Regions from separate parts of the Mus musculus genome. Here all the other regions are linked to region 2. A link is a contact called in public Hi-C and HiChIP or PLAC-seq data. All regions are on one chromosome and are shown on one strand. Each heading gives the region's core, a stretch centred on a gene start, on an enhancer-like site or on the middle of the called end of the contact. The rest is flanking DNA. Distances are from core to core; before and after follow the strand shown. Region 1 holds the start of Kctd14 (potassium channel tetramerisation domain containing 14). Region 2 holds the start of Gab2 (growth factor receptor bound protein 2-associated protein 2). Region 3 holds the start of Aamdc (adipogenesis associated Mth938 domain containing). Region 4 has its middle 16 kb from the start of Alg8.

Region 1 (6,643 bases), core at 1,088-3,587, 370 kb before region 2:
CAAAGAAGTTTACTAACAGGCACAAAAGAGAAAACTCCGGAGAAGAGCGTGGAGGGGCGGGGCGGGGGAGGGTGTCGATTGGGGGTGTGTGCGGGACTAATAGAGGATAGGGGGCAGATAATGGAATGGAGCTAGGAAAGCGCCGGCAGGGGTTGGAGGTGGGGTGTTCAGGACAACCAGAGCAGCGGCCACGCAGGGGTGCACTTACGATGGCCGGGTCAGGGCACAGGATCCGGGACTCCTGGCTGGACTCCTTGAGTAGGTTTACAGGCAGAGCCTCCTGACTGGGTTCCTTGAGCGATTTTGCGGGCTGAGACTGCTTGCCGGGCTCCTTGATCTGGTTTGCGGGCAGGCTCATCCTGGCAGGAAAAGACGGCTCTCAGCTCTCGTTGGGTACACAACGCTGTCTTGAGTGGATAACTTATGGGCAGGGAACAGTCCTGCCACGTGTAGATAACTTACCAGCCGGAGAGGTTCCTGACACCCCGCCCCTGAGGAACTCTAAGTCTGTACCTCCCACTTGGCCTCTTTGGTAAAACTCTTCTAGTTAGTGCTCATTTAGCTGGATTAAAGACTTAAGGACATGTTCTGAGACATCCAGCACGGACCCCATTGGTTCTTTGGGCAGCCATCAACTTCAAGTAACCTGTAATTTCTCAGAAACGGGGAACTAGGAGACGAATCCTGGGGCTCTCTGAGGGTAGGATGTCAGACCAGAGACTATAAAATAGTAAATTGGAAGAAAACCATCTGCCACTCAAAGATAGATGTTGTGAAACTTGTCTGTTTTATTCCTTAGTTCTGTGCTAGAAAAGACTTCTTTAAAAATACTTACGCTACAGGGGAGAACCCCGATGGATCTATGGCTCAGTGTGGTCAGCAGCAGGGACGACCACCAGAAATTTAACAAAAATGAAACTGACTAGGTAGTCAAATTAATACTTGGCAAAGAAAAATAAAAACTGAAGCAGAGCTATAGCTCAGTGGTAGCACACTCCCTTAGGATGTATGACATCTGGGTTTGACCCCCAGCAAAACACACACATACAGGCACCCCACTAGGAAAGAGGAAAGGAAGGAAAGAAGGGGACAACAAAACCTTCCCTGAATGGAAGTATAATTAAACCAAGTTTCAAAGAATGTACACAGATAGCAAGCAGTTCATCAAACAAACCCACAGCTCAAAACCACAAAGCACAAAAGGAAACAAGGCAGAGGGGGAAAAGTCAACAGAAACCTGTGGGGGCCCCTTAGTGCTGAGACTGTTGGGATACAGTGGGAGCTTACTTAATGTCATTAAACAAATAAAAGCAAGCATCTAAAACCTGAGCACACTGGGCTGCAGGCACGGCTAAGTGGTGGAGCGCTTGCCTAGCGTGCACCAGGCCCGGAGTCCCATCCACACAGCTACAAAACAAAAACCAAAGAGTGACTTAGACATGAGTAAAGAACAAGGACGTACGAATTTTTAAAAAGACCACGGAGATTTTTAAAAGTCAAATAGACCCACAAAAATGAAAAGCTCAAGTAGCCGAAATAAATCATAAGTGCAGTTGAGAAGGAACTCAGGAAACGCCCTTGAAGGAGCAACGGTGTATATGTATACTATTCTTAGGCAAGAAAATTGGAAAATAGAAGAACAAAATGCCTGAACTTGTGGGGATGAAGGAAAACAGGTGCTCAAACCTTGCTGATTGGAATATGAACTGCTGTGACCTTTAGACATTAATTGGCCATCTCTACCAAAGGGGTGGGGGAAAGAACCCTACTTTTGGGACTCCATCCGACAGAGATAACAAAAAGCACCGTTCTGAAGGGTATGTGGGTGAATGTATTTGCCACTGATCTGTTTGTGTTAGCAAAATTAGATAGTTAACAGTTGACTAAATCACAGTCTGTCTGTGCCATGCAATGTTATGTGTTAAAAAGAGAGATGGGGGCTGGAGATATGGCTCAGCAGTTAAGAGTGCTTGCTGCTCTTTCAGAGGAGGAGAGTCTGGTTCCCAGCGCTCACATCAGGATCTTCACAACTACCTGCTAACTCCAGCTCCAGGGAAGCTGATGCCCTCTTTTAGCCCCATCCACCCACCCACAGGCACATGCACACCCCACATGCACACATACCTGTAATTCCAGCACTTGGGAGGTAGAGGCAGGAAGAGAAGATAGTCAGAGTTCAACATCATCCTTATTCTTGGCTACATAGCAAATTTTAGGCCAGCTTGGGATACACTGTTGGGTTCAGGGTAAAAGTTGAGAAAACTCATTTCAGATATGGAAGCTTAAAAATGAAAGCTTTGTTTTCTGAGCACTCAAGGAGGTGGCCAGTTCTGGATCTGAAACATGTCTGAGAAGAGGGATTGTACACCATCTTTAAAGGATGGGAACACAAAGCAAATGGGGGCTGGGGGGGGGTGCAGTGTTATCTAGTTGTGTGTGACATTGTGGGTTAAACAAGGGAGTAGCCATCAGAGACTGGGCTGCATCCAAGCACCTGGCTTCAAGGTCCTTGATTCACTCTCCTAAACATTAGGTCCGGAGCCCAGACTGATAAGGGAAAAGGAGCTGCTTGGCTGCACGTAGTCAATTAGGGCAGAACAGGCAATTGTTTATGCAGTTATAGAATGTATGCACTTTCTGTATTCTTTACCAGGTAATAGACAATTGAGAAAACAGAAGTGGGATAGGTGTTCATTCCTAGGCCTGGGAGCATGAACTTGTTTGACCTGCCAGCAAGATGGACAGGTTGTCCCTGAGATGTGTGGACTCAGACAACTGTGTATAACAGAAGATGTTCAGCCATTGGGAAGTCCCCAGCTGCCCTAAGGCCTGGGACCTTGAATTTATTTTTCTCCCTTTGATTAAAAGAGTCTGAAAGTGAAATGGTAGTACTTAAAATAAATTTCTTTTGCTTGTTCCCAACAACACGAGAAGAAAGAGACAAGAAAAAAGTAAGCCTGGAGAGGTGTCTCAGTAGAGCCATTAAAAATACTCACTATGGCTGAGTGTGGTGGTGCATGCCTTTAATCCCAACACCAAGGAGGTAGAGGCAGGGGATCCCTATGAGACAGAAGCCAGCCTATTCTGCATAACGAGTTCCAGGCCAGCCAGATCCTATCTCAAAAGAAAAACAGAAACAAAACAAAACCAAACAAGCAAACAATAAACAAACAAGACAATACAAGACAGCAAAAGCCAAAATCAACAACTCAGTATAGTGGTACAATTTGTAATCCCAGAGCTGGGGAAATAGATACAGAAGGATCCCTGGGGCCTGCCTGCCTGCCAGTCTAGTCTAATTGATGAACTCCAGACCAAGAAGAGACCCTGTGTAAAGACAGACAGGATGACACCTGAGTTGTCTTCTAGCCTCTACACACATACATACACATGCACATGTACATACACATATACATGCTGCTCCATAAACACGCACAGTTAAAAATAATAAAAAGAAAAATAGAATAGTATTACAGCAGTCATGTAGTGGGGATCTGCTGGTGAAAACCATAACGAGTATAGCAAACCATCCTCGTGCAAGTTTGTATCTGCATTTATCGGCATTCTCTGTGTAGCCCTGGCTGTCTGGGAATTCACTCTGTAGACCAGGCTGGCCTTGAACTCAGAAATCCGCCTGCCTCTGCCTCCCAAGTGCTAGGATTAAAGGCGTGCGACACCACTGCCCTGCTGGGATTTTCTTTATTGATGAGTGATGTGGAAGAACTCAGCCCACTATGGGCTGTACCATCCCTGGGCAGGTGGTCCTGGGGTGTGTAGAGGAATTTTAATCCAGCAACATGGCTACTCTGGTAAAGGGATCTCATCCAAAGACATTCTAGGCCTGTGGGATCCAGCTGGAATAGTACGCCTTTACCGTCTCTGGCTGGAATACAGACATGACCTTAGTACACACCTTGAATTCCAAACAATGAAGGTAAAGTTAGTTCGTAGAAGGAAGTAGCCATGTTTGGATGTGACTAATTAGGGGCAGACAAAGTGACAAATCAGAAAAAGATTTGACAGAATGAGTCAGAGATAGAATATGCCCAACTCTCATGAGAACAGACAACAAAGAGAAGGGACTTAAGAAAGCAGCAGATAGATAGATAGATAGATAGATAGATAGATAGATAGATAGATAGATAGATAGATAGATAGATAGATATGACAGTTTTACCAGGACAGTTCTACAGAGACAGGTTACAGCTAAAGACAGAATGAGCCAGAGATTGAGAAGGAGCCAGAAGATTAGAACAGATTGCCAGAGTCAGTTTGAGGCCAAACAGAGCAATTTGGTCATAAGCTGAGAGAAGCCAGTCTGAGTCAGTCAGCTTGGAGAAAAGTTTGTGTCAGAAAAGCTGAGTTGAACCAGCCATCCAGAATTCAGAAAGAGCTAGAAAGGGTGCGCTTATTCAGCACTAAGCCTCCAAGACAACGATTACACCTGGCAAATAAAAGTTGCTTTTACAGAGGTGTATAAGAAAACAAGCTGGGCAAGCCTAGCCGAGCAAGCCAATTAAATTAAATGAATATAATCAGTTAAATATTATGAAAAAAATCATAAAATGAATTAAATGAGATGTCTTCTGCTCTAGTTCCTGCTTCCAGATTTCTGCCTTGAGTTCCTATGGTGGCTTCCCGTCCGTGGACTGTGACTTAGGCGAGATTAGCCAAATAAAAACCTTTCCTCCCCAAGTGCTAACGATCTTTATTATTGGTTGGGTATAAAAGTGGAGAGATTCTCTTTGTTAATACATCTCTGTATTGACATTAGTTACTGTAAAGGGGTAAACTTAAAAAAGCAACACTATGAGGCAAATATAAGGCTTTTAAATGTGAGGACTCTGGAAAGGCTTCAGAGAGGAGGTAAGCTCTTCTTGTGAATGTAAGCTCAGTCTTGATGGAGGATGATGTTTGCCTGAGAGAGACTTGAATTGATTCTTTTCATTAGAGGGCTGTACAAAGGTAAGGATAAGGAAAACGAGCACTCGTAGAACATTGTTTTTGGTTTTTTTTTGTTGTTGTTGTTTTGCTTGAGACAAGGTCTATGTAACCATGGTTGCCCTGGAAATCACTTTGTAGGCCTGGCTGGCTTTGAACTCACAGCAATCTGCCTGCCTCTACCTCCTGAGTGCTGGGATCAAAAGTGTGTGCCACCATGCCCAGCTTGAGCACTGTCTCTTATGTGACACCTACAAATTTTCTAGAAACATTCCAGGAGCAAGGAAACGGAAGCTTGAAGAAATTAAATGAAGATCACATGGCTGGTTGTTCAGAGCCAAGTTTGAACTTTATGACTGTGATAGTGTTGTCAGCTAGACAGACATTGCGATGACCTTGGAATTTGGCCTCTTGGAATTTGACATGTCTGTGGATGAGTATCTTGATTGCATTGATGTAAGAAAATCCACCAAGGGTAGCGCCATACCCTAGTCGAGGCGTCTCCCACTGAACAAGACTGAGAAATCAGCTGAGCGCCAGCCTAGATGGGTTCCTGTCGCTGTGACTTCCACACTGTTATAGACTATAACCTGAAATGTGTACCAAACAAATCCTTTCTCTCTTAACTTGCCTTTGCCGGAGAGCTTTATCAAAGCATAGAAAAGTAACTAAGACTATGACTCTCCTCTCTTGATCACACAGAATTAATTGCTTTGTATAGAGTGCAATGGTTCATTTTCTGTCACTATAGCCAAATTCCTGAAGTTAGGTACTTTATCAAGAAAAGAGATTTATTCAGCTCACAGTTTTGGGGGCCAAAAGATCAGAAGTCCCTATTGATTCAGTCTCTGGTGAGGACTCCCCAGGCTGGGTTACATTATGGTGCATGGCATTAAGGGCATGCAAAAGAGGGAGAAATTACAACTTATATCCAAACCCAGAGAGAGACCAGGGAAGGGTTAATAACAACCTCTGCCACCTGTTAACATCACCACACTGAGTATAAAGTTTCCTACATAGAAAACTTTGGGGCACACGCTCACACCATATCCAAGCCACATCCCCGGGGCAAGGCATGTGCCTCAAACAGTGTCTCTCTGCCAAGGGTCCAAGCCATGTAGCAGGTGACAAGGTGAGCTTCCCGGCCTTACATTCTGCTCTCTGCAGTTTGACTCCCAGAGGAATTAATGCCATGGACAGAGGTGACTCCTCCAGGGAGGCGGAGTTCTCAAGGACTTTCACCCCAGAATGAATGGAGGGCCTGACACTCGGAGGAACAGCTTTTAGCTCCATTTCCTGTGGGTTTTTAGCTCCATCTTCTGTCTGCTCCAGCCCAGCTGTCTGAACAGCCTGCTCTCCCGCGCCTTTGTTCATGCCATTCCCGGAACTTAGAATGCCTTTCCCTCCAGCTTGTTCTTTTCTGTGAGGAAACTTTGAAGATGAGTTTAGATGGTCCCCAGACCCCCACTTTTGTATTCATTAGCACATTTGACCATCACAGTTCAAATAAGGGAAGAGCAGCTCCATTGTACGGATCCCTGGGCCCCAGAAGACAGAGCCTCTTTCAGAGTCAGTTAACAAGCAAGAGGCCAGACTATTAGCTCTGACTCTGCCATTTGTTCTCAGTATTACCTTGGGCCAGTCCCTGTCTGCCTTTGGGCCTCTTTCTCTGCCTGAAATATGGCAGAGGTCGGGGCATTTT
Region 2 (6,170 bases), core at 1,977-4,476:
AAACTAATTTCCTGACAACATAGCTTTTCCCAAGTTGTGTTTTTCCCCTACTTACCTACCTACCTTTTCCAACAATTTAGGGAGTTATGTTTTCAAAATAGCCTTTAACTATCATGCATTTAATATGCTACTTTCCCCGTTATCTCTGATACTTGATGCATCCTTAAAATAAAGAAATGCTCATCTACAATTCCACATGACTATTATGTATATCAGTCACAACAGCTGTTTAGGGGTTGTGCATGTACCAATCAGGCTGGGAAATACCTCTAAGTTTGAGTCTAATTAATTTGGGCTTCTAAGAAACCAAGGGCAGGGATCTAACCTAAAACAGTTGGCAGAGATTTTTAAAGGAAAAAGTAAATATAAGGTTTGAGATTCAGTGATAGACCTTTTGCCAAGAACCCAAAAGACCTACATTCAATCCTGTGTGTGTGTGTGTGTAAAAGCCAACTGTTTACTCCAGAAATGTAGTGGATGTAGAAGGAGGCTGTACTGGAAGCATAAGTTATTTTGATTGGCTGTTTCAAGTAGGAGGGCTAAACTTCTTTCTACAGTGGGAGAGGCTTCCAGGCACACCAAGCTGTTGCTTGATGTGTCAGATGCCCTAGGGGCTGGAGCCAAAGGGAATGTGTGTGAGAAGGAGGCTGAGGTCACCAGAGGACCCAAGACTGCTAAGGAGTTTAAAAGGGTAAAATCTGTGTTTAACACAAGCCTCCAAACTTGGCTTATTCTGAGCTAACTCTGTTCTAAAAAATACTCAAGAGCTAGGTCATAAAGAGAATCTTCGTAAGTCTGTATCTTCATCCAGTCCTGAGTCAAAGTAGCAACGAGTATCGACTTTTTTTTTACAAGCTATTTCAAAAAACAAAGTTCCAAAGATCTCTAAAGTAGTATTTCTGTTTGTTTTCTCAAATTCAAGGATGACCTGAACTTCTAATCCTCCTTCCCCCTCCCCCTTGGAATGCTGGGATTACAGCCTTGTGCCACCCAGCACTTGTTTATGATGTACTCGGATAAAACCCAGGACATCTTGTATGCTAAGCAAACGTTCTATCAACTATGCTACATTCCTTTCTAATCTGAAATCTTTATTTTATTTTTTTAAACTGGACACTATTTCAGCGGCAGGTCATGTAGTCTGGATTGGCCTTGAGCTCACTAAGCAGTCCAGGATGATCTTGAACGCCTGCCACTCCAGCCTCCATCTTCCAGATACTGGATGCATGCTCATGCCTGTAGGCGTGAACAACCACCCCACCCAATCCCGACAAAGTCACCCCACACAATTTTCTTAACTATTATTGTGTATATGAGAGACTGTGTGAGTGTACGCGACACCACAGCGTGAGTGTGTAGGTCAGAACTCTTCTTCCATCTTTATATGGGTTCCAGAGGATCAAACATAAGTCAACAGGCTTAAGGGACACTGCTTTTACCCATTAAGCCATCTTGAAGTTGTGTGCATCCATGATGGGCACGCGCGTGCGTGCGTGCGTGTGTGTGTGTGTGTGTGTGTGTGTGTGTGTTGTTTGGTATGCAAATGAGAGACAGGGTCTCAAGTAGCAAGCTAGGCTGGTTTTGAACCTCTGATCCTCCTGTCTCTTGTTTCCCAAGTGTAAGTGCTGGCAGTTCAAGCCTAGGCTACAGCAACAGGCAACAGAACAAAACAAAAGAAAAAGCTCCTAGTAATTAAAATATTTTACTCATATCAACTCCCCCCCCCAAATGAGCTTTCAAGCTTAAACACCCCTACTATATTACTGTATGCCAAATCTCTGTCCATTTTCAAAAGGCATGCACTAAATCCTTAGATTCCCTGCCCTTCCCCCTGCCCCCTCTTCCCAGCAAGCAAGTGACCTAAGTCAGAGCCTGGTTTCATTGACACACTTGCACTCCCCAACAACACTTCCTTTGAAAAACAGAATGTCACTTCCTCAGTCCAGAGGCCAGAAGTCCCTTGATTCTGATCTGGGGAGTAGAGACAGGAAACTCTGGTAAGCTTCTGTCCCCCATGGCCAGCCACTAGTGCAGCTGACAGAGGGCAGGGTCTGTTGGGAGCTCCCTTGATGCACTGCAGCTGGAAGCGACCGCTCACTTCCAGGCTGTGGGAGTGATTTCTCAGAGTCCAGCACTCCCAGGCAGCAGAACAAGGACGATTCTTGGCAAGTGGAGAGCGAGAAGATGGGAGGACCTGCACTCCTTTAACGGACTTTCCGTTTCTAAACTCCTCAGACTACCCCAATCTCGGATCCTGGCACCATTTTGTTCTCTGAGCTCGGTAGACAAGAAGTGGGTGCCCCGACCCCAACTGCCAGTTTCTCACGTAGAGGGGACGGCCCGTCCCACCAATTTCACTACACACAGCCAGCTCGCACCACCTAGCAATTCAGAGCCACATCTTCAGACCCCAGACACCAGACGACACAAAACTCTGGCCAGTTATTGAGGACCAAACTGCAGTGTCACCCCGTGGGGCGGAGGACCGCGGTGTGTGTGTGTGGGGGGGGGGGGTATGTGAGAAACATTCGGAATAATGGGAAAGAAGGGGGACAAACAAATGAGTCACTTAATACAAGCGCTGCACATGCCGCTGACGCTGCCCGTGATGTAGTGGCCGCAGACTGGAAGGAAGCAAGGCGGCCACCGGGGAGGGGCGGACAGAGAAAGGGACCGGGAGAGGGGCGCCGGCGCCTCGCCCTTTGTGGGCCCGGGGCCGCGCGGCCCCTCAGCCTACCCTCCCGATCGGGGCGACTCGGCTCCTTCGGCCCCGGGCGTTTTACTCTCCCGGTCGCCCGGAACAATCGCTCCAAACTTCGGCTCGGCGAGCGAGGAGTTCTCGGGGAGGCAGGCGGCAGCCGCAGCCCCGACCTGCGCCCCGCCCCTCGGCGGCGCACCTGTGACAGGTGTGAGGCGCCCCACTCGCGCCCGCCGCTCTCGCCCTCGGAGGCCGCGGGGCCCCGGCTCGCCGCGCCCGGCCTCTCTCAGCGCCCCCATCTCCGAGGCCGCGGGACAGCCCCCGGCCGCCCTCCCGCCGGGCCGCGCCCGCTCGCCCGCTCGCCTCACTCACATAGCGCCTCAACTTCTTCTCGGGAGGCGATTTCCTCAGCCAGCCGGTACACACCACGTCGTCGCCGCCGCCGCCGCTCATGTCGCCGGCTAAACTGGAGCCCGCCGCCGGCTCGCGCGGACAAGGGCGCGGGCGCGGGCTGCTGGGTCAGCCGGCTGCCGGTGCGCGGCTCGCGGGGGAGGGGAGGGGCCCGGCAGCCCCGGGGCGAGGACGAGGCAGTGAGGCGCGCGGGCCCGGCTGCCTGCGCGCGCTCGAGTTCCACCCCCCCCCCCCGCCCTCCGGCCGCGCGCGCGCGCGCGCACACACACACACACACAGCCCCACCAGGGCGCCTCAGCAGGCGGGCGCTCGCCACGCCCACAGCCCCGCGAGGTCCCCGAGGGCAGCCGGCGCAGAGGCCAGTTAGCCTGGACCCCACAGGCCCGGAGGCCGTGAGACGAGCTGTCGCCAGCAGCTGCGTCCTCAGGGTCTTGGTGGCTGTTGTTGGTTTTTTCCCCCCTCTAAGCCTGGAGCTGCAGGCGGGGTCGTGAAGACCTCTGGGTGGTGCCGGTGCTAGGGTGAGGGAAGGCCAGAGGCTATCCACCCTAGGTCGAACGTTGAGCCTATGCTCAACCCCTCTTCCCCAGCGTCGTGGAAGAGTAGGACAGAGATCCAAGGACTGCTCCGGTTTCCTGTCCATTCCCACAGTTTCAGGTTTCAGTAAGTCCGATTCTGGCTGAAATGAGTCCTGCTTCACTGTAAGTTAACTCTCACATCTCTAGGCCAGAGAAGCAGCAAACAGACATACTGTGTGCTGGGAGCTTACTGCATTCACCTTCCACAGCGATTATCTTCACTGCCTTACAAATTGGATAGGTCATAATTATACCCATTTTACAGATAGCCTGAAGCCACACAGCTGACACAATGCAGGCCTTTCTAATCCAGGTGTTTTGGGAGGAGGGGAGGGGAATCTTCTCTCCTGTTTTTTTTTTTTTTTCCCAGAGTGACATTACTGCAGTAATGTCTGTAGATCAAAGGGTGCTTGGGGGGGGGGTGTGGGGGGACTGGACGGGACTAGATCTTATTGCTGAGAAACAAAGTCCAGCTGGCGCTCTCCCATAGTGCCTCTGGGAAAACTGAATCCAGTAAAAGGAAACTGTAAGTTTTGCAGAACACAATGAATTGGAAAACAAGGAGGTATAAAAGAACAAGAAATTGTGATAAAAATGTCCAGAGTTTCCACTCATTGACTTTATAAGAGATCTCTCCTATATAAATGTGAATATAGAGATCTTTTTCTCACTGGCTTGTGCTGAGAGGGTTGAGATAAAGGACCAGGAAGCAAACACCCAACACCAGTGCTCCAGGGGGAAAGTGGAGGAAAAAGAAAAGCAAAACCAAAACCTTTGGTAAGAGTTCTTTTTTTAACTCACAAAGTACCTTTCCAAACAGCATTTAAAAGGTAGGTTCCCTTCTAGTTTCTCATGAAGTTGCTTAGTAACCCACTTTATCAACAGGGAGTTGTGTGGTTGATGCATGAACCGGAGAGGCAGCATCTTGCAATGCCTCAGCATAACCTTTGTTTTCTGGATTATTTTAGTCTTCTCTCTGGGTGCACCAAAGCTAGTTATTTTAGATAGTTGGACATCTTTTAGTCTAACAGATTTTGTTTGGATTGGGGAATCTTTAACCATTTCAATTATAAAAGCTGATTCCTACCTGTGCTTAGCAATTCTAGTCACTCTGAGAGATGAAGGGACCTTTGACCCATTCCACTGACCTTCAAGTATCCAGAGTAGCTCCACAGAACATGAAGCTAGAATGCTTAGGCTGTATCTGGGACCATAATCACCCTTGACTTTTTAATTTAGGGATTCTTAAGCCACCACTAGAATTATGGCCATTTTAAAACCTCTGGCTCCCAGGACCTTAAACACTTTGTGAGACATAAATATCAAAATACTTAGTCTGCCAAGTCAACCAGGAGGCAGTGACTCCCAGTCACAACAAAGCAACCCTGATTCCATTCACATTTGAGTCCTGGTGCCAAATCTCCAGGATTGCAGCCTGAGAAATCTGCAAAGACTGGCTGCACCTAGGGTTGTGATGGAAGTCAAGCAGACATATGCCCTACCCTCTCCTAGGAGAGCGGGAATACTAATCCGAGAATTGTGAGATTTAAGACACAGGCGGGGAGACTCATCAACTATTAGTCTGGGTTGGTTTTGTTTAGCAAAGACGGGTTGTTATTTTTAAGTTCATGAAATTGGCAGTCTGGTGTTATGTGATCAAAAACAGAAAGGGTCTTGAAATATAACAGTTACAGAGCTCCGGTTTGGGGAATCTTCAGAATGTCCCAATCCTTCTCCAAAACTCAGCAGGGGCTACACATAGTGCCCCTGCTCTTCTGCCCTGACTTTCATTGTCTGTCCTTATTAGTGGGTGCCCAGAGGTGCTAGCTGCACACAGGGAGCATGACTGTTGTTGGGCTCCCTGGCTCTGTCTTCAGACTCTCAGAAGTGCGTGAGGCCTGGAGACAGCCCTTGGACAGAATGTTCCTGTCTGGACTTTCACTATGTCCTCTCCATTCGCTGTTGTGTCCCCAGCCCCCCATCTCCCTAGAAAAAACTGGAAAACAAATTATGTGAATGATTTATTAACGTGAAGATGGGCGCCATCTATTGGAAATAGTTAAAATGACACCGACCCCTAAGCCCTGCAAGGACATGCTTCGCTAGATTGTAATTTAGGCAATTTTGATTAAAGACCACTGGTATTTCCTAAGAGGAATTAATAGCCAGCCCCAAGAGTTCTTTGGGACATTAATCCCATATTCCCATTAAGTTCCCAGGAAATGAACATTTTAGGGGAGGTTGTCATGCAGAGATTTAAAACAAGCACACATTGTGTGTGTGTGTTGTGGGGGGTAGGGGTGGGCAGACACCACCTATGCCTTGTTGCCATCTCCTCCACAAAGCCTGGGCTCTAATGGGTGAGTGTGGCTTTGAATGTTATGGGAGGCAGCCTGCATTCGTGCCTGTCTCAAAGCTGAGGATTTGTGGCCAGCAGCAGGTGCATGGCTGGTGGAAGGATCCCAGGAATGGGTTGAGAGAGCTGG
Region 3 (5,991 bases), core at 2,344-4,843, 500 kb before region 2:
ATCTCAGATCATGAGGCCTGTCAACCAGTACCTTAACCCACTAAGCTATCCTGCCAGCAAAATTAAAACTTTCTTTTTTGTTTTGTTTTGGTTTTTACTTGTTTGTTTTTTTTTTTGAGATGGGGTTTCTCTGTGTAGTTCTAGCTGTCCTGGAACTCACTCTGTAGCCCAGGCATGCTTGGGTCTCAGAGATCTGCTAAAATTAAAGGCAAGTGCCACCGTGCTCAGATTAATTAAAACTTTTTAAATGGCACAGAGCTGTTTCTTAATAAAACTTATACAAAGTAGAACTCACGGATTATGACTGACATCCCCATGCCTTCCCAACCTCACAAAACTTTAAACCTAGTTACAATTAATACATGTAAACGATACTATGCATCTTAAATCTAAAAAAAATCTTTAATTTGTAGTACCAGAATATTTGAAAGTACCTTGTTTATAAAAAAAAAAAATTGTAACATTTCATTTGGCTCTTAGCCACTATCTTTGTCTGCTGAAGAAAATGAGAGACATATAAATGAGACACACTGTTCTATAACCCACATATTAAGCTGTTCTACACAAACCCTGGTCTTTCAACTCTTTCTAGTTTTCTTTCCCCAAAAGATTGAGTCAATCTTAGCTGAACTACCGTAAGGTATGCCATAATCCAAAGCCTGAACATCTTTTTCCTTCACAGTAAAACTTTCACCTTCAGAGAGACTTTTCATTTGCCACGTGTCTTGAACTGTGTGACATTAATTAACAATTATTCTTAGATTCCGCACGACAGAATCTACTATTATCAGTCCTCTTAGCAACCATATCGATGGTAATACTGTGCCTGAGGTAAATGGTCTCTCTCAGCCCAACTTCTTTCCCATTTTTTCCTTAGCTAATGGCCCAAAGTTCAATGCTAGAAATATCAAACCTATCCTAATAACTTTTCTCTTTCAATACTAACACCAAGTAAACACAATGATTAAAAATTAAGGGAATGAAAGCTTATCCAATATTCAAAATCAAATGGCACACCAAAAAATCTATGTCTGGCTCTTAACTTGGTCCAAATTCTAAAAACATTTCCCCTCAAGTACTCACATTTTCTGACGAATAAATTACTATTAATTTTAAAGTATCCTAAAATTAAGTGAGGGTACTACTACACTTCACAGTGACTACTTTCTTCAAAAAGAATGTGAATATATTTTGATAATGAAATTAATACACTAGAAGCTTAATGTTTAAAGAAAGTCTGCAAAAAATCTTAACCTAAAGTAATTTAACTCTGATTTCATAGTTTAAAAAACTAGATTTTTATAGCCAGATACAGTCTAAGAACTGTGAACCAGTAAAGAGATGCAGAGCCTGGCGTAGTGACAAATGCCTTTAATCCTAGCACGAGGCAGGCAGAGGCAGGAGGATTCCTAAGAGTTCCAAGCCAGCATGGTATACAGAATTCCAGGCCAGTCTCAAAAGAGAAAGTGGAAAGAAAGTATACGACCATTGTACCAATAACTGCTGTAGGATTAATACTTAATAACATTGTATATCACACATTTTCTCTACAGGTAATACTTTGAATAAGTTCACACTTGGGTCTTTCCTTAGCTATGTAAATACATCATATCGGAAACGTATTTTCTATACAGAACAAAAAAGCAACTCTGCTTTCTTAGAAAGGTCACAGCTATCATGCCTTGTACAATACCCAGTCCACCCTGGTCATCTACGCACAGATCAAAAGAAAAAGAAGAAAAGAAGACCTATTTGGGAAACGTTTCTTCTTTTGCCAAGGGCTGTCGCTAAACAAAGGCAATGTTCGGAGTACACAAATTAGGCTTCTCCTAGGGAAATAAAGTACCAGAAAAGGAGCGGAATGGATCGGGACTAATAGGGGAGAGGGTTAGCGCTCAGCGTGTAAAGACTGCAAGCAGCAAACACAGCGCTGAGATGCTCCAGCAAAAGAACCACGACCAGCAGCAGCAGCAGGAAGTTTCAATGGGGCCGGGCAGAGCATGCGCCCTGAACCCGCGCGGTGGCCTTATGTGGAAGGAGCACCACTTGCGAACACCAATAATAGACCAGCGGCACCAGAGAGAAACATGAGCAACAAGCACCTTCTTCAACTGTTTCCCCAGCCATCTGAGCCCCTCCTCCAGCCTACAGACTAACCACCCCACCCCAGCCAGCAAATGGAAGAGTGACTTCTTCCCTTAAGCCCTGTAGCTGAGATAGGGGGAAGGGATAGAGAAAAGTGGAGAGATGCTTTTCTATTATTTTGGGGGAGGTGGTGAGGAGAAAAACTATGGAGGAGGAGATATTAACCCTCTCCTACCCAGAGCGGAGAAGCTGGGCCGAGTTCATTTCCCCTTCCTACGCGAGAATAGGGGGGAAGCCCCCTCTCTGGTCATAGACTCAGATCTCCCAAGGAGGAAGGAGTTTGGGGGGCTAGACCAGCCCTCCAGGGGACGGGAAAAGGCAGGAGCCGACTCTCTCGGGGGAGTTCCCACCACCGGGAGAGCGGAGTGTCCGCGGGCCCCCGCCCACTCAGGTGGAGTGAGCAGAGGGGGCGCCGAGAGAAGATGGGCCCAGCCTCCCGGGAGACGGTGGGGCGGATTGGTGGGAGGAGGGGAAGAGAAAAGCGCAAAGCTGGCCGGAACCTGCGCTCCCCTTCCCCCGCCACCTAAAGGGGTAAGAACTGGAGGCAACACCGGCGCGGGGGACCCGGCCCCAGAGCGTCAGGCCGGCACAATACCCCCTCCTGGGCCCTAGCCCACACCCGGTCCGCGACGCCCCCACCTCCGTCCCCGCGGGGCACGGTGGCCCTAGGGGGCCTCCGCCCCGCCTCCCCAGCACCCAGGAACCCCCGGGCTACGAGGAGTAGGGACTCCGCGGAGGCCAATCCCTGGCGAGGGACGGCCGCAGAGCCCCAGGGTATCTATGGAGAGCTAAAGCGCGCCAGGGCCGCTTCCCGCCGGGCTTTCGGGCCGATCGCTTACCTTCTCCGTTGCCGATGTCTGGCGGCGGCGCCTGCAGCACCCGCTCCAGCTCTGGGAACGGCAACTCGGGCAGGTCCAGCAGCGGCCCGTAGCGTTCCAAGAAGGAGCAGACTACGGCGAAGTTGGGGCACGAACCCGGGCAGCCCGGAGGAGCCATCGCCGCTGCCGCTGCCGCCGCCGCCGCCGCCGCCGCCGCCGCCATTTTGAACTGGAGGATGGAGGAGGAGGGGATGGGGGGGCGGGAGGAGTTGGGGGGACCGAGGGATGGCAGGGTAGCTTTACGGACGACAGGAGGCGCTCTCGAGTGGACGCCCCTGCGGCGGCGAGCGTCTCGCGCCAGGCGCCGCGATCCCACAATACCACGCCGGCCCGGAGCAGTCGAGAACTGAGTTAGATCGGGGACAGAGAGGCACTCTGGGCCCTTCACTTTCCGCCCTCTTCCCGTCCCCTTCCCTCTACGACTTCAAGGCTCCGACTTCTTCCCTCCCACTTCGGGGTCGCTACTGCCTCGTGTGACAGGGGGAATGAAAACAAGGGAAGCGGGGCGGAGAGGTTGGGGGCGGGACTTTCTAAGAACGATAGCCAATGGGGGGAGGGGGCGGAGCTTCGGGTGTGGGCCGGCTGAAGGCGAATTCCAGGCCTGGTGGCTGAACCGCTGTGGCTCAGAGTCCCTCGGCTAGCTGCAGGGAAAGGTGAAGCACGGATCCGACTGGAGGAACAACCGCGAACAGAAGCGCTGCGTGAGTTTTCTGCGGGATCTGGGAACGGAGACGACCAAGAGAGAGAGACAGAGAGGGAGTTGAAGAGAGACACCAAGATGCAGCAAAAGAGAATGGCAGGGAGGAGAGAGGTTAGGAGAAGGAAAGGTGCGGTTGTGGCTTGGCGCGGGACCCTGGAGAGAAGTCTCAGAAAGTTTGCTGAGGGGTGTTGCCCTCTCCTGAGTGTTGTGTGACCAAACTTTTCCTGGGGGGACGGTAAACACATCTCACCCCAGACAGAGCTCCCACCGACAGACCGAAGTACAGATAACACCAAAGTCCAACTTGGCGAACCAATGCGTTTTATTTTAACAGGAGCATGGATAAGGGGTCACTTACAGGAGCAGGAATGACTCAGAGACAGCTGCGACCCCAGGGCCCACCCCAGCATGGGTGACAGATTATAAAAACTGCACAGCCTGCAGGCAGCTCACTGCGTTGGCATGTCCTTTCCAAGTGACTCTGGTCTGAACCTCTTCCAGGCAGCTCAGCTGGCTTCTGCTCCTCCCAGGCAGCTGGTCCCATCTCAGAGTCTTCTTTGCAGTGCAGCTTGTCTGAGAGGCTTTTTTTTTTTTTTTTTCAGCTCAACTTCCTTTAGTTTGAGAGAGACGATCACCTTTTACTGTTTGCTCTGACAGAGAGAGACCTAATGAATCTGGTTAGTTTCAGGGACTTCCTGAAGCTGTTTTGAGTTGTTTTACTGTCCTGTTTAAAGAGCTTCCTTGCCAGATGGAACCGGTGGACCAGGGCCTAAGGTACTCTGTGGATCACTAATGAGGAATTGCCTCTGCTGGGTGACCAAATCTGAGGAACCACTCTCTACTCGGGAACTAAGATGCTAAGAAGACTCTGGGCTCAGCTCAGGCTCTAAGTTGGCCAAGGTCTAGAGGGTGAGCTAGGATTCTACTTAGAAAGCTGGGAGTTCGCTGCACAGCAGTAAGCTTGTTAGGAAGCAGAGTTCTACTCCATTCCAGAGTTGGTTGTAGCATTCTCTCAGAAAGAATCCCAGAATGGGGAAAGTCATCAACAATGGAAAATAAATAGAACCTGCAGCTTAGGAAGCAGTATACTGTATGCTTAGGAGCAGGAAGTAAGTTTGAGTTGAACCAGACTTGAGTCCTATCCCTAATTACTTTATAACCTTCCGAAGTTTCTTTGTTACTTTGAACTTTAGTAAAGTGAATAATAATATCTACAGCATGGATAGTTCACAGTAAAGTGGTTAGTATGTTTTTCTGTCACATTGAATGTACTTTGAAAGATTCCTTCTTGTCCTGGCAGGTGGCAGAGTCAGGAAGAACTCTGAGTTCAGGCTATAGAGTAAGACTGTTTCAAAGAATCAAATCTTTCTTATAAAAAAATTATAATCTAGATTGAATCCAGCTATATTGAGCCTACAATTTATTACATTATGCCAAAATTTTAAGAATATATTTAAAACTTACATAACACCTACTTCCTAAAACTAAAGCAACACATATTCTAAATCAGATTAAATAGGAAAATGTGTGACTAAAGAAAGTTTTTTTTTAATAGGCAAATAATTATGCCAGGAACATGGGCATTGGCTTCACAGATAAACATTAAAGAATGTTATGTGTTTCCAGGTAAAAAGAGGGAAAACCATAATGGTCTATATCATTTTCATTAGCAAAGAAACTCATTTTTCAAGAGGAAAGAAGTTCTCTGAAAGTTATTACTTAGAATTATGATTCTTTTAAGATATTATCTGTGTGTGTGCAGACATTTGCGCTATTTGCCTGCATGTCAGAAGACAGCTTTGTTGAATCACTTCTGTTCTTCTACCTTTTATGCGTGCTCCAGGGAATGAACTTGAGTGGCCAGGCTTCCTCTGTGAGCACCTTTATTTACTGACCATCTTACTGGTCTTTAAAATAAATGTTGTCTTCAGATTTATTTTTTCTTAGTTAATGTATGTGTGTGTGCTTACCTGAGTTTATTATGTGCACTGCATGTATACAGGTGCCGCTGGAGGCGAGAAGGCATCGTTCCTCTAGAATTGGAGTTATAGGTGTGGGTACTGGCAACTGAACCCTGAGTCGTCTACAAAAGCAATGAGCAGTAACTGCAGAGCCATCTCTCTAGGTCCAAAAATAATGAGTCCTTTTATTTTATTATTTCACACAGGGTCCCATGTATTCCATTCTGTCCTCCAACTTCCTATGTAGATAGGATGGCTTTGAACTTCTGGTCCTCCTGCCTAAACCTTCCGAACATTTGTATTACTG
Region 4 (6,940 bases), core at 2,558-5,057, 270 kb before region 2:
AAGACAGTATTTAGTCTCTTTCATAGATGGAAGTGTAAATGTAGCCCATGGCCCAGCATGCCATGATATCAAAACCAGGTTGCTCTTCTGTTGTCGCCCATCATCCTGGGGCTGCAGTCTTCATAGTGTGGTCTCTGATGACTGCTACTACATACACCTGACATTTCAGGTAGCAGAAGAAAGGGAGGTATAGAAAGAAAGTCATATTCCTTCACAATAGAGACATTTCCCAGAAAAGTTTCACATCCATCTATCTATCTATCTATCTATCTATCTATCTATCTATCTATCTATCTATCTATCTATCCATCCATCCATCCATCCATCCATCCATCCATCCATCCATCTATCATGTGAGTGAGTATGTATTTGTGAATTTGTGTTTGTGTGTGTGTGTGTGTATATATGCTATAACAAATGTGTGGAGATCAAAGGACAATTTGCTAGAGACAGTTCTCTTCTTCTACCCATGTGGATACCAGAAATAGAACTCAAGTCATCAGGCTTGGCAGCAAATGCCTTTACCTGCTGAACCATCTTGAAAGCTCCACACCGTCCTTCGGTCATGTGACCAGTTTGCTGTGAGGAAGCAGAGGAATCTGATAACCACAAATGCACGCATATATGTTTGGGGTGAGTCTGGTCAACTACCTGGTTAAAATTTGTGCTAATAGTGAAAAAGTTAGGTGGGACGGGCTGTCCTTTCCTTAGTTGCCTCTGATGAGTTGCTCATATTTCAGTAACTGAGCCCCATTTCTGCACATGCAAGCAACCATAGTTAAGCTTAGTGGATCCAAAACAACAAAAGGCATCAAAGCCAGAGAGGCTTGCTGGGGGAAAGAAGGAGCAGTGGGGAATGAGATGGGCCATGGGGGTGAAAATGCTCCTACTCAGTGTATACATGCATGGAACTGTCAAATAGTAGAAGTTTAAGAGGCATGGGAAAGACAGCCTTGAACTTGCCACCCTGCTCCTGCCTCCTCGGGGACAGGATTACAGGTGTGTGCCACCATCCCAGGCTTCATGTGGCTCTTTGTTACTTTCCATTTAGTCATCCCTGACCCCCAGGGCAGGTGGTGTGTGGATGACTGAAGTCTGGTGGCAGCTGTGTCGTGTTGAATTATGAGGAGCAGAGGGCTTATCTGCTCACATTTGAATGTAGGCTCCTCAGGGCAAGCCCTCTTTCTGCTATGTAATGGTTGCACGATGAGGAAGGATAGAAACCTGAATGGACAGGGTCCACCAAAATCTTTGCTGTCTTTCCTCACTCAAAAATGCCTTAGCATCCCAGTTGGAGGCAATTACTTAGAGAGAGACTCTGGCTCCAGTTTAGTGATGTGTGCCTGGCTGAATTAACATAGCACACAAAACTCTCCAGAGTTATAAGTGCAACATATGTGTTTGTGCGTGTGTGTATGTTGAATATTATTGAATTAGGGCCTCTCATATGCTAAGTACCCAGTGAATGAGGGAATCAGGCACAGAAGCGACATAACTTGCAAATCCTAGAGCCGTGTCTAGATGCCCAGACCCTTCTCTGCCTCCAGCACTGCTCTTTTGTAACTGTTGTAAACTTGACTTTGCTCTTTCCTTAAAGTTCAGTTCAGATACTCCCCTCCAGACCCTGCCTAGCTCTCCAGCCAGGGAAGGGGGCTGCTCTTCTCCCTGCTTTGCTTCCTTACTGGTTGCTGCCCACCTTGGTCGATGATTTTTCTGAAACTGAATATATCCTAGGCTCGTGCCCCAGTCTCCCTGGCACTCATTACTGTGCTTGGATGGGGAAGGACCTGTTTATATATCTGGCCCCATTGCTTCCCTCACACAGAAACAAGGCCAGAGAGGCAAAACAACAGATCTGCATTACACAGCCTGTCAGAGAAAGAGCCAAGGCCGGGCCCTGGAACTCTTGCCTCCTGCCCCTTGCTGGCTTTCCTACCAGCTCACGGGCATGGGACATTTGGGAAAGTCTTTGAGCCTTTTAACATTAATCTTGGCATTTTATCCCTAAGAGGACTTCTTGGCGCGTGCTGGTGGGAGAATGAGTTTTGGCATTCTTGTCTGGAGTCATGAGGCAACAAGGGCAAACAGACAAACAATCCTGAGATGTATTCTGCTGACCCAGTCCTCAAACACATGAGAACAAACCACTCCAGACTCTAGCTGGGGACTGGCCAGCAGGGCACTGACTCAACTTGGACAGAACTCACCAAGCAGGTCCTCCTTCCTCTTTCCGTTGGAGAGGAAGTTTTCTTCTGGCTTGTCTGGATTTATATGTATTTTTTCTTTTTAAGACAGAGTCTCTCTATGGAGCCCTGGCCATCCTGGAGCTCACTATGTAGATCAGGCTGGCCTCAAACTCACAGGGATCCAAGTGCTAGGACTCATGCCTAACTAGAAAAATCTTTCAAGCAAAGCAGAAAGCATGCAGATTTTAGCAGCCTCTAGAGTATCAATGGGAGCTCCAGGTATGGTTTCCCTTGCTCTGCCTCATTGTGTCCTGGGACCTGGGCATGGTTTGCAGCGCAGAAAACGGGAGTGCAAGATTCTCCCTCCCTCTTGGCCTCCTTCCAGTTCCTTCTCCTCTCACAGGGCTTCTAGGACAAAGTAATTAAGGCTGGACAGCTTAAACAAAGGCAGATGATTTCCTCATTTCTCCAGAGTCTTGGGGCCCTTGAACAAGGTGTCAGCAGGGTTGATTTTTTTGAAGGCCTCTCTGCTTGGCTGGCTGATGGCCAGCTTCATGGCCTAGGTGGGAGAATGGGTGGCGATAAGATGGTAAACTCAGGAAGAAGTGAGCCTAAACAGTGCAGGGAACTGCACAGACTCACAGTGAGGGTTTTAGCTAGGCCACGACGGATTTTACTTCACCTATGACAACGGCAAGACACAAGCTGATTTTATGTTCTATCACATAGGAATAGAAGCTGATAATTAGACTCTTAATTGTTAAGTTTTATCCTGATTTTATTGATACTGGAATTTGAGACAAATATATGTATTGATCGATGAGAGATAGTATGTCTAGTTTTCTGGCTCTTGGCAGCAAGATCTACTTAAGAAGGAGCGGTGTGGGTATTTGGGTGGAGCCTAAGAGTCTGGCTGATATTCAATATCAGGTTTCTGCAAAGGAGTAGAAGGTGTAGGGTCAGGCTGGCAATCACTGGCAGAACTATCCAAATCTGGCTGTTAGGGAAATCTAAGCACTGCTTATGTCCCACTTGAGTTTTGGTGGGTCCTAGGAAATGAACCTATGGCTTTGAGTTCTTGTTTCAGAGCTACTACTCACTGACCAAGGGGTTGAAAGGAGAAAGGCTTCCAAGTATGAAGAGAAGCTTTTATGTACAGCATAGTGGGTAAGAGAGGAGAGGCGTCAGGGGCCCTGGAGTCTGGCCTTGCGAAATTTACCGAGCTGAGGACCTCCCATGGCTACAGCTGCCTGGAGAGAAAAACAAAGAATGCAGGCAGGAGGCAGTCGCACTCTCTGTGGCAGCACAGGCTGGCCTCAGCTGGTCATCTTCCCGACTGCAGGCATTTTCATGTCCATTTCTACACACCGCCATCGAGACTGAACAGGACAGTGCTGCTGTTTCAAGGTGCGCGGCAGAGCCAGGATCCAAACTTTCTCTGTTGGACTTTTACAGCAGATCTCTTTCCTCTCCATCTTAAGTGGCCTGTCCCAAGCTTGCTTTCAACTTAGTGTTTTTGATTCTGTGCCAAAAGTAGCCAACAAATGTGACATTCTGGAAAGTCCCTGAAGGTTCTGCTTTCTGTCACCAGCTGATTAAAAATGAGCCTGTTGTCTTCCTCAGCAAAGTTGGGTCTGGGAGCGTTGCTTGTCTACTCTGGCTTCCTGTCAAGGAGGCAGCGACACCATGAGCCACACCCTCACAAAAGCTTCTCGAGGGCTCCTGGTGTGACCTACTCTTTGAGTGACTTCACTTTGCCTGGCCACTTATCCCTATAGCACTTAGTGCAATCCAGTCCACACTGGGAAACACAGTGTAAAATAGTCTTATGATGGCTCATCAACTTAGCATCTTGGTTACACGTTCATGACACAAGATGAAAGGCTGACTGGAAACACAAGAGTCCAGTCCTCTGCCTGACAGATGCCTGAAACCAAACATGGCTTTTTCTGAGCTCTGCTGGGATGTTTCTATGGTAGGAAGGTGATCTTACCATCCAGCTCTGGCTAGAAAAAGACTTCTAGCTCGTAGATAGAATAGCTGCTATGTTGCATTTTGCTGAGGAAGCTTTCAGGCCCAGGACAGTGAAGAGATTCACTCAAAGTCATTTGCAAAAGGAAAGTCTGATTGTGAGCCTTGGCACTGGGCATCCTATTCTGTCCTTGGCTTCACAGTTGAATGGATATAACTTTGAAAGGGGACTCAGTCTGATCAGTTCCTAGGAAGATTTTTTTTCCCCCAACTAGGCCACTTAAATGCTACTTAATTAAATGTAATGTTAGCTAAAAGCATATTATGTGCAGGGCACTGTACTTCAGTGTGACCACAGGCAAGTCATTTCACCTGCTTGCACCCCAGTGTCTTCATCTATGAAACCAGGTGCAGCTACAGCAGCTTCTCTTCAGAGGTTAAATGAGGGCAGAGAGGTAAATTTGGTTGTAAAGAGCGAGGTGATATGTCTCTGGAAGCATCACCAGGCTGGCCAGTCTGCTTTTGAGGTAGGTCCATGCTACATGGAGCCCGCCTCTCTTTCCCACCAGCCTTCCCAAATGTGGCTATATGGGTTTTATGATCTCACAGATCACATCTATGGGATATGTTTGTTGTTTAGCAGAGTTTGCAGATGTCATAGTTTGGGTGGGGGGAACATAATAAACAGAAAGGTTTATAACCAATAGGAGAAAGCCTTGTTTCAGTGCTGAGGATAGGACCTAGGGCTTTGTACATAGTTTGGTGAGTATCCTGGCTCTGAAACAGACCCTAAAGGATACAACTTTTTCCCTCATAGTTTTAGAGGCCATTAAGTCTAAGATTGAGGTACATTACGTATCCATCGAAAAACTATGCATTAAATCAGCTTTCCGTGACTATAAAAAGTATCTGATATAGGTTCTTATGAAATAAAGAGAGATTTGGTTTTTGTAGTCAGGGATAAAACCTAGTGGTTACCTAGCAAGCACAAAGCCCCGGGTTCAATTCCCAGTAACTATCAAGTTTCCTTAGATTGGATATGGTGATCCACGTGTGTAGTCCTAGCACTTAGGATGCTAAGGAAGGATTGTCACTTGGGGGCAAGTCTAGGCTTGCATTGAGAGGCCAACCTGGGCTACATAGCTAACTTGTCTCAAAAAAAAGTTTCCTTTTGAGTGGGGCCTGTGGTGAGGGTAATACATCATGGGAGGAGTACGTGTTAGAAGAAGTTACATCTCAAGTCAGGAAGAAAGGCAGGCAGGCAGATAGAGAGACACAAACCCACAATTCCTTTCAGTGAGCTAAGAACCTCCCACCACTCACCTCTCAAAGGCTCCTGGGAAGCAAGCCTTTCATCCGTGGACTTTTGTGGACCATTTATCATCCGAGGTATTGCTGTTCCCTCCCTGGCTGATACACGGCCATCTTTTCACTGTGCTCTCATGAGGTAGAAAGGGCAAGGGCGTCCTCTCCAGCCTCCCTTAGAAGGTCACTCATCCAATTATGAGTTTCTACCCATGACCCAACCACCTTTTCAAAGGTCTTACCGTAGAAAGCTGACTTCTGCCTGGAAAGAGCTTGTTTTAGTTAGGGTTACTATTGCTGCAATGAAATACAGTAACCAAAAGCACTTGGGAAGGAAAGGGCTTGTTCAGCTCATACGTCCATATTGCTGTTCATCAACAAAAGAAGTCAGGACAGGAACTCAAATGTCAGGAACCCGAAGACAGGAACTGACACAGAGGCCGTGGAGGAGAGTTGCTTACTAACTTGCTTAGCCTGCTTTTTATAGAAGCCAAGACCACCAGCCCAGGGACAGTACCATTCACTACGGGCTGGGCTCTCCCCAGTCAATCACTAATTAAGAAATGCCTTATAAAGCCGGGCAGTGGTGGCGCACACCTTTAATCTCAGTACTTGGGAGGCAGAGGCAGGTGGATCTTTGAGTTCAAGGTCAGCCTGGTCTACAAAGCTAGTTCCAGGACAGTCAAAGCTAAACAGAGAAACATAACCTCACCCCTGCACTCCCCCCACCCCACCCCGCCCCCACCCAAATCTATACAGCCTGATCTGGAGGCATTTTCTCAGTTGAGGCTCGCTCCTCTCTGCTGACTCTGTGTCAAGCTGACACAAGATGAGTCAGCATAGGGCTGTGACTGGTTGATGTCCCTGTGCTACAAGAAAAAGTTCCAGTGGACTTTCCGTCTAAACAGCAAGGCAGAGCTCCTTCACTTACAAGAAAGAGTGGCAGAGATGGAGACATCTTTTTTTTTTTTTTTTTTTTGAGACAGGGTTTCTCTGTGTAGCCCTGGCTGTCCTGGAACTCACTCTGTAGACCAGGCTGGCCTTGAACTCAGAAACCCGCTTGCCTCTGCCTCCCAAGTGCTAGGATTAAAGGTGTGCACCACTACTGCCCGGCAGATGGGGACATCTTACTCTGGGCTCCCGAACTCTGTGAGCCTCTCTTCTCTCCTTTGCAGTGATACCACATTGGTGGCTTGAAATTAATCACTCGAGCGCATTTGTGCCATGGCGACTGGTGCAGGCTACCAACTTTGCCCCAGAGATGTGGCTGTTGATGGTTTATCATTAACACGTTGGGTGAACAACAATGATAAACATCCCCCTGAGGTCCAGGGGGGCTCAAGAGGGTCAGGACTCATCTGGTGAAGAAAGCAGAGCCTATGCAGAGTGCTAGGGACGAGTAGAGGCTTGCTGGGAAGACAAGGAGGTAGAGGGGCAGCCCAGGCAGAAGTGTGAGCTAGCACACCGTGTCCCACGCC

The links. Hi-C and Micro-C count contacts between places; a contact is called where the count stands out from the background. HiChIP or PLAC-seq counts read pairs in DNA pulled down with a chosen protein or histone mark.
Region 1: a FOXA1 HiChIP or PLAC-seq map of pancreatic cancer cells shows a contact between it and region 2. The contact joins the promoter of Kctd14 here to the promoter of Gab2 in region 2. A contact is called at or near these places in 1 of 39 promoter capture datasets (the C10 cell line) and 2 of 115 datasets of contacts at active chromatin or transcription factors (acute myeloid leukemia and pancreatic cancer cells).
Region 3: a contact with region 2 is called in a Hi-C map of muscle stem cells, with 5 times the contacts expected there. The contact joins the promoter of Aamdc here to the promoter of Gab2 in region 2. A contact is called at or near these places in 4 of 39 promoter capture datasets (the 3T3-L1 cell line, cranial neural crest, hippocampal neurons and 1 more), 6 of 484 Hi-C or Micro-C datasets (the G1E-ER4 cell line, cerebral cortex, embryonic stem cells and 3 more) and 1 of 9 other capture datasets (adipose tissue).
Region 4: an H3K27ac HiChIP or PLAC-seq map of bone marrow-derived dendritic cells shows a contact between it and region 2, with 5 times the contacts expected there. The contact joins the enhancer-like site here to the promoter of Gab2 in region 2. A contact is called at or near these places in 7 of 39 promoter capture datasets (the C10 cell line, the HPC-7 cell line, cranial neural crest and 3 more), 2 of 15 datasets of contacts at CTCF or cohesin (the G1E-ER4 cell line and pro-B cells), 18 of 484 Hi-C or Micro-C datasets (B cells, the Ba/F3 cell line, the G1E-ER4 cell line and 11 more), 16 of 115 datasets of contacts at active chromatin or transcription factors (the 230-238 cell line, acute myeloid leukemia, bone marrow-derived dendritic cells and 11 more) and 1 of 9 other capture datasets (adipose tissue).

Annotation. Positions count from the first base shown.
Region 1 is chr7:97,447,028-97,453,670 of GRCm38.p6, reverse strand. Kctd14 (potassium channel tetramerisation domain containing 14) reads right to left here and starts at 2,337. Exons shown (of 3, transcript NM_001136235.1): 1 at 2,125-2,337; 2 at 209-359. The coding sequence starts at 2,186.
Region 2 is chr7:97,078,807-97,084,976 of GRCm38.p6, reverse strand. Gab2 (growth factor receptor bound protein 2-associated protein 2) reads right to left here and starts at 3,226. Exons shown (of 10, transcript NM_010248.2): 1 at 3,071-3,226. The coding sequence starts at 3,151.
Region 3 is chr7:97,577,099-97,583,089 of GRCm38.p6, reverse strand. It overlaps Aamdc (adipogenesis associated Mth938 domain containing), which reads left to right and starts at 3,593. Exons shown (of 5, transcript NM_001177945.1): 1 at 3,593-3,724. It overlaps Rsf1 (remodeling and spacing factor 1), which reads right to left and starts at 3,194. Exons shown (of 16, transcript NM_001081267.2): 1 at 2,985-3,194. The coding sequence starts at 3,186.
Region 4 is chr7:97,352,183-97,359,122 of GRCm38.p6, reverse strand. No RefSeq gene overlaps it. Among named protein-coding and RNA genes, the nearest start is that of Alg8, 16 kb to the left of the region's middle. Within about 2 kb of position 3,807, at least 115 of the 459 cell types and tissues checked have an H3K27ac peak or open chromatin away from gene starts, as enhancers often do. A contact at or near this core is called in B cells, the Ba/F3 cell line, the HPC-7 cell line and 11 more, where this site is marked.